Linked DNA regions of Hordeum vulgare: region 2 is linked to region 1. Evidence: chromatin contacts called from public Hi-C data. All regions are on one chromosome and are shown on one strand. The core of a region is the stretch at or near the end of the contact, and the rest is flanking DNA. Distances in the headings are between cores, read along the strand shown. Region 1 holds the start of LOC123409457 (MDIS1-interacting receptor like kinase 2-like). Region 2 holds the start of LOC123430611 (acyltransferase-like protein At1g54570, chloroplastic).

Evidence for each region. A called contact is a pair of places that touch in the nucleus more often than the background predicts.
Region 2: a contact with region 1 is called in a Hi-C map of seedling, with 4 times the contacts expected there. The contact joins the promoter of LOC123430611 here to the promoter of LOC123409457 in region 1. A contact is called at or near these places in 2 of 6 Hi-C or Micro-C datasets (leaf and seedling) and 1 of 1 datasets of contacts at active chromatin or transcription factors (embryo).

The regions. Positions count from the first base shown.
Region 1 is chr1H:264,594,526-264,599,423 of MorexV3_pseudomolecules_assembly, reverse strand. It overlaps LOC123409457 (MDIS1-interacting receptor like kinase 2-like), which reads right to left and starts at 2,823. Exons shown (of 2, transcript XM_045102354.1): 1 at 1-2,823. The coding sequence starts at 2,783.
Region 2 is chr1H:265,018,852-265,023,749 of MorexV3_pseudomolecules_assembly, reverse strand. It overlaps LOC123430611 (acyltransferase-like protein At1g54570, chloroplastic), which reads right to left and starts at 2,564. Exons shown (of 13, transcript XM_045114465.1): 1 at 2,107-2,564; 2 at 1,885-1,936; 3 at 542-597. The coding sequence starts at 2,458.

The sequences.
Region 1 (4,898 bases), core at 1,574-4,073:
ATCATCGGCGGCGAGCAGTCGTGGTGCAGGTAGGCCAGCGCGTTCGCCAGGCCCTTAATCGCCCGCATCCTGGCCGGCCAGTCGAACCTCTCGCCGCTGCGCTCGCCGCCCATGTACAGCACCTTCCCGAGGCTGCCCCTCTCGACGCGCTCGTAGACCAGGTACATGTACCCGCCGGTGGCGCAGAACCCGTGGAGCTTGACGATGTTCCGGTGGCGGACGTGCGTCAGTGCCCTCACCTCGTTCTCGAAGCTCTTCTCGCTGATGCCCCAGCACGCGTCCCCTGTTTCCGACACGTCGAGCTTTTTCACGGCGAGAGAGTGGCCGCCCGGTACTTTGGCGTGGTACACGCTCCCGAAGCTGCCCTTGCCGATGCAGTAAGCGTCGTTGAAGTGCTCCGTCGCCGCCAGGATCTCGCCGAAGGAGAACTCCACGTCCTTGCTCCATATGGACGCCTGCAGAGCCGTCGTCGTGCTGCTGCCGCTCGCCATTGTCTCTTCCGTGTCTTCGTCTGTTCGCCTCTTCTTGCGGACGAGCACGAGGACCACTGCAGCGATGAAGAACAGCATCGCGCCGACAACAGAAAGTGCGACAGCAAGGATCAGCCTGATGTTTTGTCGCCCTGAGCCAACCCCGGCTCCGGTGGAATGCAAGCTGCAGGATTTCAGGCCGGCTACGTCGCCGCACAGGCCAGGGTTGCCACTGAGATCCAGGTCGCTCAGCGACCTCATCTTGCCCAGCAGAGCCGGCACGGGTCCGGTGAGGTTGTTGCTGCTCAGGTTGAGGTACCACATGCGGTCCAATTTCGTGAGCTCCACGGGCACGCCGCCGTCGAGCTCATTCCCGGACAGGTCTAGCAGCAGCATGGTTGTCACGTTCCCCAGTGCCGAAGGGATCGGACCTGACAACATGTTGTGCCTCAGGTTCACATTGAGCAACTGTAGTTTGCCGAGCTCCGGAGGGATCGCGCCGGTGAGGTGATTCGCAGCGAGGCTCAAATCCTTCAGTGCAGACATGTCACCGAAACCGGGAGGAATTGTCCCGGTGATCTTGTTGCGGTCCAGGTTCAGATACAGGAGGCTCTTCAACTGAGCCCAGTGCTCCGGGAGCTCGCCGGCAAAGGAATTCCCGGAGAGATCAATGTAGTAAAGGTTAGGATGCAATCCCAAGACTCGTGACACGTTGCCGGTAAGAAGGTTATGTGCCATCCTGATGCGTACCAGCTTGGTCAAGTTTCGGTAGCAAGCGGGCACGGTGCCGGTGAAGCGGTTGCTGTCCAGGCCAAGGTACATGAGGCGGGAGGCGCTCAAGCACAGCCCCCGGGGCAGCTCGCCGGAGAAGTTGTTGTTTGCCATGCTTACCACGGTCAGCTGGCGGCTGGAAACCGGCGGGATTGTCCCCGAGAAGAAGTTGTCAAAGGCGACGATGTAGACGAGGTCCGGCAGCCGGACAAGCCCGGCCGGCAGCTCCCCCTCGAGCATGTTGGTGCTCACAGATATCTTCTGCAGCGCTCTCATGTTCCCCAACTCGTCAGGCAATCGGCCGGTGAGCTTGTTGTTGTACAGCCGAAGAGTCTCTAATCTTGTGAGGTTGCCGATGCTCCGTGGTATCGTACCAGAAAATTCGTTCTCGGCGAGGTCCAGCAGCTTCAGATTCGTCAGACTTCCGATGATCTCCGGGATCTTGCCGGAGAGGTTGTTGGTCGCGAAGGAGAGGAACTCCAGCCTCGACGCCATGGCGACCTCCGCGGGGATCTCGCCGATGAAACGGTTCTTGTCCGCCTGAAACACCGTGAGACGTGTCCACGCCGTGAAGTAGTCCGGCAAGATCTCCCCGGCGAGCATGTTCTTGGAGACGTTGAATTCTCGTACTTTCCTCAGCTTGGCCCACGACACCGGCAGCTTCCCGGAGAGCTTGTTAACTGCCAGCCCAATGACGGTGAGGTTGGTGCAGTGGCTGAGTTCCGTCGGAAGGGTGGACTCCAGCTGCGCGATGCTGACATTGATGCGCTCGAGCGACCGGAGCATGCCGAGAGAGGCGGGGATCGCGCCTCCCAGCGGGTTGCTGTGCAGCTCGAGCACTCGTAGCCTCGAGATGGAACCGAGCGCCGGCGGTATGCCACCGGAAAAACCGTTCTTGCCAAGAACAAGGCTCTGAAGCCTGGTCAAGTTGGCGACGGAAGGCGGTATTTCGCCGGCGAACTGATTGGAAGAAAGGCTGAGGTGCTCGAGGTTAGGCATGTACGCAGGCAAGGCCGGCGGGATCGGGCCGGAAAAATTATTGTTGGACAAATCAACCGACAAGATGTTAAGCAGCGGCGCGGACACGTTCAACGGGAACGATCCGACCAGCGTGTTGTAGCTGAGGTTGAGGCTGCCGAGGCTGGGCAGAGACGAGAGGTCCAGAGCGTCGAGCGTGCCGTCGATGCCGGCGCCAGACACGTCGACGCCGACGACCCGGCCGGAGACATCGCACGTCACGCCGTGCCACGAGCACACCGCGAAGCTGGAGTTGGCGGCGGCCGCCCGGTCCCACGAGGCCAGAGCGCCCGCGGCGGCCGCGGTCAGCGGCAGGCTGTCCTTCCATTCCAGGAGCACCTCTCCCTCGCCGCGCGCAGAGCTCGCGCCGCGCAGCTGCGAGGACGACAGGAGTAGGAAGAGAAGAAGCGTAAGCGGGACAGTGTCTCGCCTGCACGTTCTTGCTCGATGGTGATCATGGCGCCTCATGTCGATCTCTCTCGGAGAATCAGCAGTTGGATGAGGATCGTTTGTCAACTTTGTCATAGGAGTACGTGTGCAGCTGCAGCCATCGCGGGCACTGCCTGCGGTCCGAGAACTTCTACAGACAGTGGACATTTCATATGAGGGCGTTGACCGATGGTAGAAGTGTTAATACTAGCAGCCATTCAGGGCAGGACTGTAAATTATGAAATGTGTTTGTTTGTTTGTTTTTGCCATATACATGTCCGCTCCTTTCCTTGAAAGGTTGAAGGTGTCACCCGGAAAGAAAAAAGTATAGAAAGCAGGTTGAAGGAGTTCTTTTATACTCTCTCAGTTTTAAAATAAGTGTCTTAATATTAGTATTTTTTTTAAATAATATAAAATTGGGACAATTATTTTAAGACAAAAGGAGTAATTTTGGATGAATTGAATTTGATAACACTAACTAGAAGGAGTCGCGTGCCAAATGAAAAATTAGTAGTGCTAGCTTTTATCGGGTACGGGGATATCGTTGGATGTTGGATGAACATCCGTTGAGACTTGAGACACAATATGCTTAGTGGAGAGCTATGCTCTCATCCCATAACCAATAATACTATATTGAATTTAATGGTATACAACATATACAGATGTATACATGTATTGTGCTTCGGTACACAATAAGTCTATACACGTTGATCGTCAAATACTGTATGAATCTCATTGCTCTATTATATGGCATCCTCGTACCCGATAAATACCCGAACCGCTAAAAAACCCACTCTCGGGGTCACGTGCTTTGATATGATCGTCACATACTGTATGAATCTCATTCATAGTTTTGTTTTGTTGTTGTGTTATGTGTAGTCGGTAAATCACAAGATTTTAATATGCTAGGCTTGGTATTTTTTTATTGATGGTGTCATCTTTTAATTTATTAAATAGATGTGATGGGTAAGGTGCACACACACAAATCATGAGGGCAATTGATTATGCTTACTAGCGTGTAGCAACATTCATATGTCAAACACATTAGGCCATACACATGCCACACATATAAGAAAAAGGATTAGAATCAGTCGAAGGATAGCAACGACCTGTAAGCCGCCTCATCGTTACGACGCCTCTCTCGTGCGGTGTGGCCTTGACAACGTGCATTCCTTATCTCCCCCCACCTCTGGTTCGATCCGACCCCAAATTAGAAAATCACCGCCTCCATTGGTTCGATCCGCCACCTGCCGCAGTTGCCAGCTTCCGATCCCAATGGCGAAGCTTGCATGGCGATTGGGTGTAGTGGGAATCGGACGACGACTTGGGATGGCTCTATCGCGGCAGGCGCGTGGTGGCGGCGACGCTTCATTCGTGGACGCGGCGGTGGTTCGGGTTGCGTTGCCGCTGCGGTGATTCCATTCCGACGTTGAGACGGGGCGCGACCATGGTGGAGGGGTGTGTTGGAAATATGTCCTAGAGGGCAATAATAAATTAGTTATTAGTATATTTCCTTGTTCATGATAATCGTTTATTATCCATGCTATAATTGTATTGATTGGAAACTCAAATACATGTGTGGGTACATAGACAACACACTGTTCCTAGTGAGCCTCTAAGGACTAACTCGTTGATCAAAGATGGTCAAGGTTTCCTTGCCATAGCCATGAGTTGTCATTTTATAACGGGATCGCGTCAATAGGGGAATGATGTGATGGACAAGACTCAAACTATGAACGTAGCATGTGATTGTGTCAGTTTATTGCTACCGTTTTCTGCATGTCAAGTATCTATTTCTGTGACCATGAGATCATGCAACTCTCGGACATCGAAGGAATTCCTTGTGTGTATCAAAAGTCACAACGTAACTGGGTGACTATAAATGTGCTCTACAGGTATCTCCGAAGGTATCTGTTAGGTTGGCGTGAATCAAGACTAGGATTTGTCGCACTGTATGACGAAGAGGTATCTCTAGGGCCCACTCGGTAATACAACATCACAATGAGCTTGCAAGCAATGTGACTAAGGAGTTAGTAACGGGATCTTGTATTTTGGAACGAGTAAAGAGACTTGCCGGTAACGAGATTGAACTAGGTATGGAGATACCGACGTTCGAATCTCGGGCAAGTAACATACAAATAGACAAAGGGAATTGTATACATGATTGATTGAATCCTTGACATCGTGGCTCGACCGATAAAGATCTTCGTA
Region 2 (4,898 bases), core at 1,315-3,814, 420 kb before region 1:
CCATCACGGTTTAGAAGGTTTAATTAAACTTACGTGCATTTTCATAATAGATAAGGTTTAAGGCGCATTGCATTTACTCCTAGCAGCTAATTAGTACTCCATTGTACTATTTTTATATGCACGCGTAGTGTGAATGCTATTTTTTATCCCATGTGACAACCAATCAATGACCACTTCCAGAGAATTTCCAAACACGCCTTTTAAACCGTGACGGAGGGAGTAAAAGTTTCATTATTGGAAGAAAAACTTGTGCAAATTTCTGAAGTTAGACCTGGATGAAACTGTAGTCCTAATGAGATACATATATCTCTAGAATCGCTGCATATTTTCTATGTTCCACTTTGTTGTGAGTTGTTATTTAGAAAATAGTTGCAGAGAAAAGTTGGTATGTCGATGATTATCCAAGTAAAGAATAGTACTCCCTTCGTCTTAAAATAAGTGTCAACTTTATACTAGCTCTAATACAAAGTTATACTAAACTTGAAAGAGTTATTTTAGGACTGAGGGAATAATAGTGAAGCCGAATAACGACAAGTCATACCTTCAAATGGTGTACGATCATTTACTGGTATATGCAAACAACGAACTTCGAAGGCCCTGCAAACGAGAAACATGAGGTTTTATTAGACTTGAAAGTAGAAAACGACAAACAAAAGGAGGCAGACTACTTTGTCACATTGGGCAGTTTTAGACTAAGGCACTGTTTGTTTCAAGAGTTCTAGGACTTTTTTAGTCCCAGTTAAAAAGTCTCTAGTCCCTATCCGTTTATTTTTATGGACTAAACAGGGACTAGAGGTCATTAAATGACATGTAAAAAGACAATGTTACCCGTAGTAATATACTAGAATTATTAAATGACATGCTAAAAGTAAGGACACTGTTGGAAAAAGTGTCAAAAAAGTCACAAAAAGACCCTCACATACGAACTTCTTCCTTTAGTCCCAAATACCCTCTTTTAGTCTCTAAAAGTCCCTCCTGTTTGTTTCAAATGAGACTAAAAAAGACTTTTTTAGTCCCTATACCAAAAAGTCCCTGAAAACAAACACCCCCTAAATAAGAAGGAACATGTAAACATATCGCAGGTCACATTCCGTAGGCTTATTCCTTCCTTTCAGGTTTATTGAACTCATCTTGCAAATAACATCAACCAAAGAAGATCTACTTATGTATTGGAGAACATATTAATGCTATATGCATGGCCCTCTCACTTCTTCATCTATTGGTTGATTCTACATCGAGAACAAAATTTTGACAGAATTTAAGGTGAACATAGCTATATTTGATCCTTATATAAATTAAAAATTTATGTTCTTTTAGGTAGGAGAGGCCACGTCGGACCCAGAACCACTTGCGCCAAAAGGTACAGGTTCGACGTGGGCTCTTTGCATTGCACTGTGGGGAAAGGCTTGCCTTGTACTCCCTCTGTTTCTAAATATAAGTCTTTCTAAAGATTCAACTAACGAACTGCATACAGATGTATATAGATATAATTTAGAGTACAGATTCATTCATTTTGCTCCGTATGTAGATACTTAGTGAAATATCTTAAAAGACTTATATTTAGGTACGGAGGGAGTATGATTTTTCAGCGATGCTCACATCAACCCGCATATAGGTGTTCTAAAAGTCTAATTTATGTACATCTCATTTGATATCGGCATATATTTGACTTTTAATATTCTTATTATATCTAGGCTTGTTGTGTGTTTGCGTCCCTACTGTTTTAGCCCTGATTAATTTGATAAATAATGACTTCATGGAGACTAGCACACTAGTAGTAACGCTGAAAGCAGGCTTTTCCTGCTTGGCCGGCAATAGTATTTCGCTAAAGGTGATAGCAGAGATAAAGTATATACTGTATGTTGAATACAACAGCATACTCACTTGCCCAAAGACTTGTGGTGCAAAATGAGTCCCATCCCAACACCGTCAGTTCCTGCAGTCCAGTCAATTCGAAGCACACTCTTAGAACAGAAGCAAACTCTCCATTTAGCCATTCAGGTCACCGCAAACATGGAGGTGATCTCGCGCTGATGAGCTGCCTCCATCATGCAGTGACCAACCTGAATGGAGAAGTTGTTTATTGCGAGAGATTGGACGACCAACCTGGCAAGAAGAGCAGCAGGGGCGCGTCCTCCACCGCCGGCTGGCCTGACTCCACGGGGCAAAACCACCGCGGCGGCCCTCCGTCGTCCTTGCACAGGGCCCTGGCGGCCGCGAAGTAGTCCTTGACGGTCACGCCCCCGAACCCATCGTCGTAGAGGGGCTCCAGCCCTCTGTCCTCCTCCTTCGCCGGTTCTTCCTTCTTCCCGCCCTTGGTTCTCGGCCCCACCTCCCCGTTCACAGCGACGGAGCTGGCCCGGAGGCCGCCGCCGAGCCGGGAATGGTGTCGGACCAGGCGGCCGGCCGGCTTCACGCCGTAGACGGCGGGGAAGGAGCGGAGGGCGGGAATGGACATTGCTGGAGAAGGAAGTGGCGCGGATGGATGCCTTTGGTTGGAGAAACGGAGGAGTTAGTTGAAGAAGAAAAGAAGGGCGGGGTCTGTGGAGGGGATGGGGCGGCGAGTGATTGGGGTGGCAGCGGGGCACGTAGGAGAGATCAAGAGCAAGCCACTCTCCGGGGAAGCAGACAAAGGGGGACAAGCTCAGTGCTGACCGCACCAACTTTCTTTTTCCTTTTTCTAATCCCATCCCATGTAGTGTACTAGTATTAGCTCCCACAAACGTATAAACGTGTCTGGATCCCTAAAGAAACAGACGTGTCTGACGTATGTCCTTTTCTTTTTGAGGGAAATGTTGCTCATTTATTCATTGTTCATAGCCCCCTCTGCACGTAATCTTCGAGCTACGAGTCACATGAAACCACGTTTTACACGACGACTTACAGCAACCCGTACAACTCTTAGAGACTTGAAATTGAGAGAGCAGTTCCTTGATTTTTCGAACAACTTGTCCGTCCGCCGATAAGTCCCTTTGTTGACTGACGATCTTTCCCACAACCGTTTGTGAGGCCAACTCCATCACGCGACATCATCTTGTTTGCACGCGTTCGTTCGGAGTAGAACAGACGAATACCACGACCCAACGCGCGGACCCATACAGACAAATGTTCGGATTTCATCCGTTTTCGACCCATCCTCAGCCCAAAGTCTCAAACTTGCGTTCGGTTTGGGAAAAACGGACATCGCGCGGATGCGCTCGCCGCACGCCCTTGTCCGTGCGTGGCCCGCGTGTCGGGGACACAAGCATTCCCAAAAATTCCAACGCCTCCACCCCCTCTCCCGCCCCGCCCCGTCGACGGCGCCGCCGCTATTCTCCGGCCACCTCATCCCCCGACCGTCCATAGCAAACCCCGTCTGGCCATGGCCGCCACCACGCCCGCGCTTTCATCGTAGTTTGGGCGTCGATCGGAGAAGGTTTGACCGTCGTCGTAGCCGGCGGCAGAGTGGATACGGCCGCAGGCGACGTACCACAGGCGGCCGCGACAACTTTCGACGAGTGCTCCAGAGCGGCCAGTAGCCGGCCACCAACCACCCCTGCATCGAGGTGACCATCGCGGCCTCTTTGCCACCACGAGTGCAAGGTGTTCGACACTTTGCCCGCAAAGGTATGGACAGTGGTGATGAGTTTTTCTTCCACCACTTCATCTATTCATCGGACGATTCGTCGTTCGATGATGAAGATATTGTGGTGGCTGAAGTGATGGTTCACGACCACATTCAATGACAGCTTCCTCGGTACAGGGGGTCACTCCCTGGTCGTGCTCCGAACCTGAACCGCAACACGGAGAAAGGTCGAGCTCTGCTCTATGTCGATTACTTTGCGAGCACACCGCTCTTCAAGCCGGATAAATTCCGTCGCCGTTTTCTTATGGCAAGGCATGTGTTCAATCGTATCCAAGAGGGAGTGGTTGCTCATGACCCATACTTCGAGTGCAAGACGGATGCCGTTGGCAAGCTAGGATTCTCCTCTTACCAGAAATGCACCGCGACCATCCGAATGCTTGCATATGGAATTCCAGGCGATCTGGTGGATGAGTATGTGCGTATGAGTGAGACAACATGTCTCATGTCAATGTACAAGTTTTGCCAGGCTGTGATCGAGGTGTTTGGCCTTGAGTACTTGAGGCAGCCAACTGCCGCTGATACAGAGAGATTGTTGGCGACCAACGCATCTAGAGGCTTTCCAGGCACGCTTGGCAGCATAGATTGTATGCACTGGGAGTGGAAGAAATGTCCATTTGCTTGGTAGGGCCAGTACAAGGGGCATGTCAAAGCGTGCACTGTCATATTAGAAGCGGTGGCTTCGCAGGATCTTTGGATATGTCATTCTTTCTTTGGCATGACAGGTTCTCACAATGATATCAACATGCTGCAGCGTTCTCCAGTCTTCGCAAGGCTTGCAGAAGGCCACTCCCCCTATCAACTTTGAGATCAACGGTCACCAGTACAACACGGGATACTATCTAGCTGATGGTATATATCCTGAGTGGTCAACTTTTGTGAAGACAATCTCAGACCCCTAAGATGAGAAGAGAAAGAAATTTTCCCAAATGCAAGAGAGTGCTAGAAAGGATGTGGAACGTGCTTTTGGTGTGCTTCAATCCTGATGGGGTATCGTTCGAAACCCTGCACTATCATGGGATGAAAGGAAGCTTTGGGAGGTGATGACTACTTGTGTGATCATGCACAACATGATCGTCGAGGACGAGCGTGATGACAGTATCTTCGACCAAGGATTTGATTTTCAAGGTGAAAATGTTGAGCCCCTGCACCAAGAACCGGTCACGTTTCAACAATTTGTCCAGTTCCATCGTGAGATGCGTGATTGGCACACTCATTTGAATCTTCAAAATGACTTGGTTGAGCACACGTGGGAACATATTGACAACCAATAGAT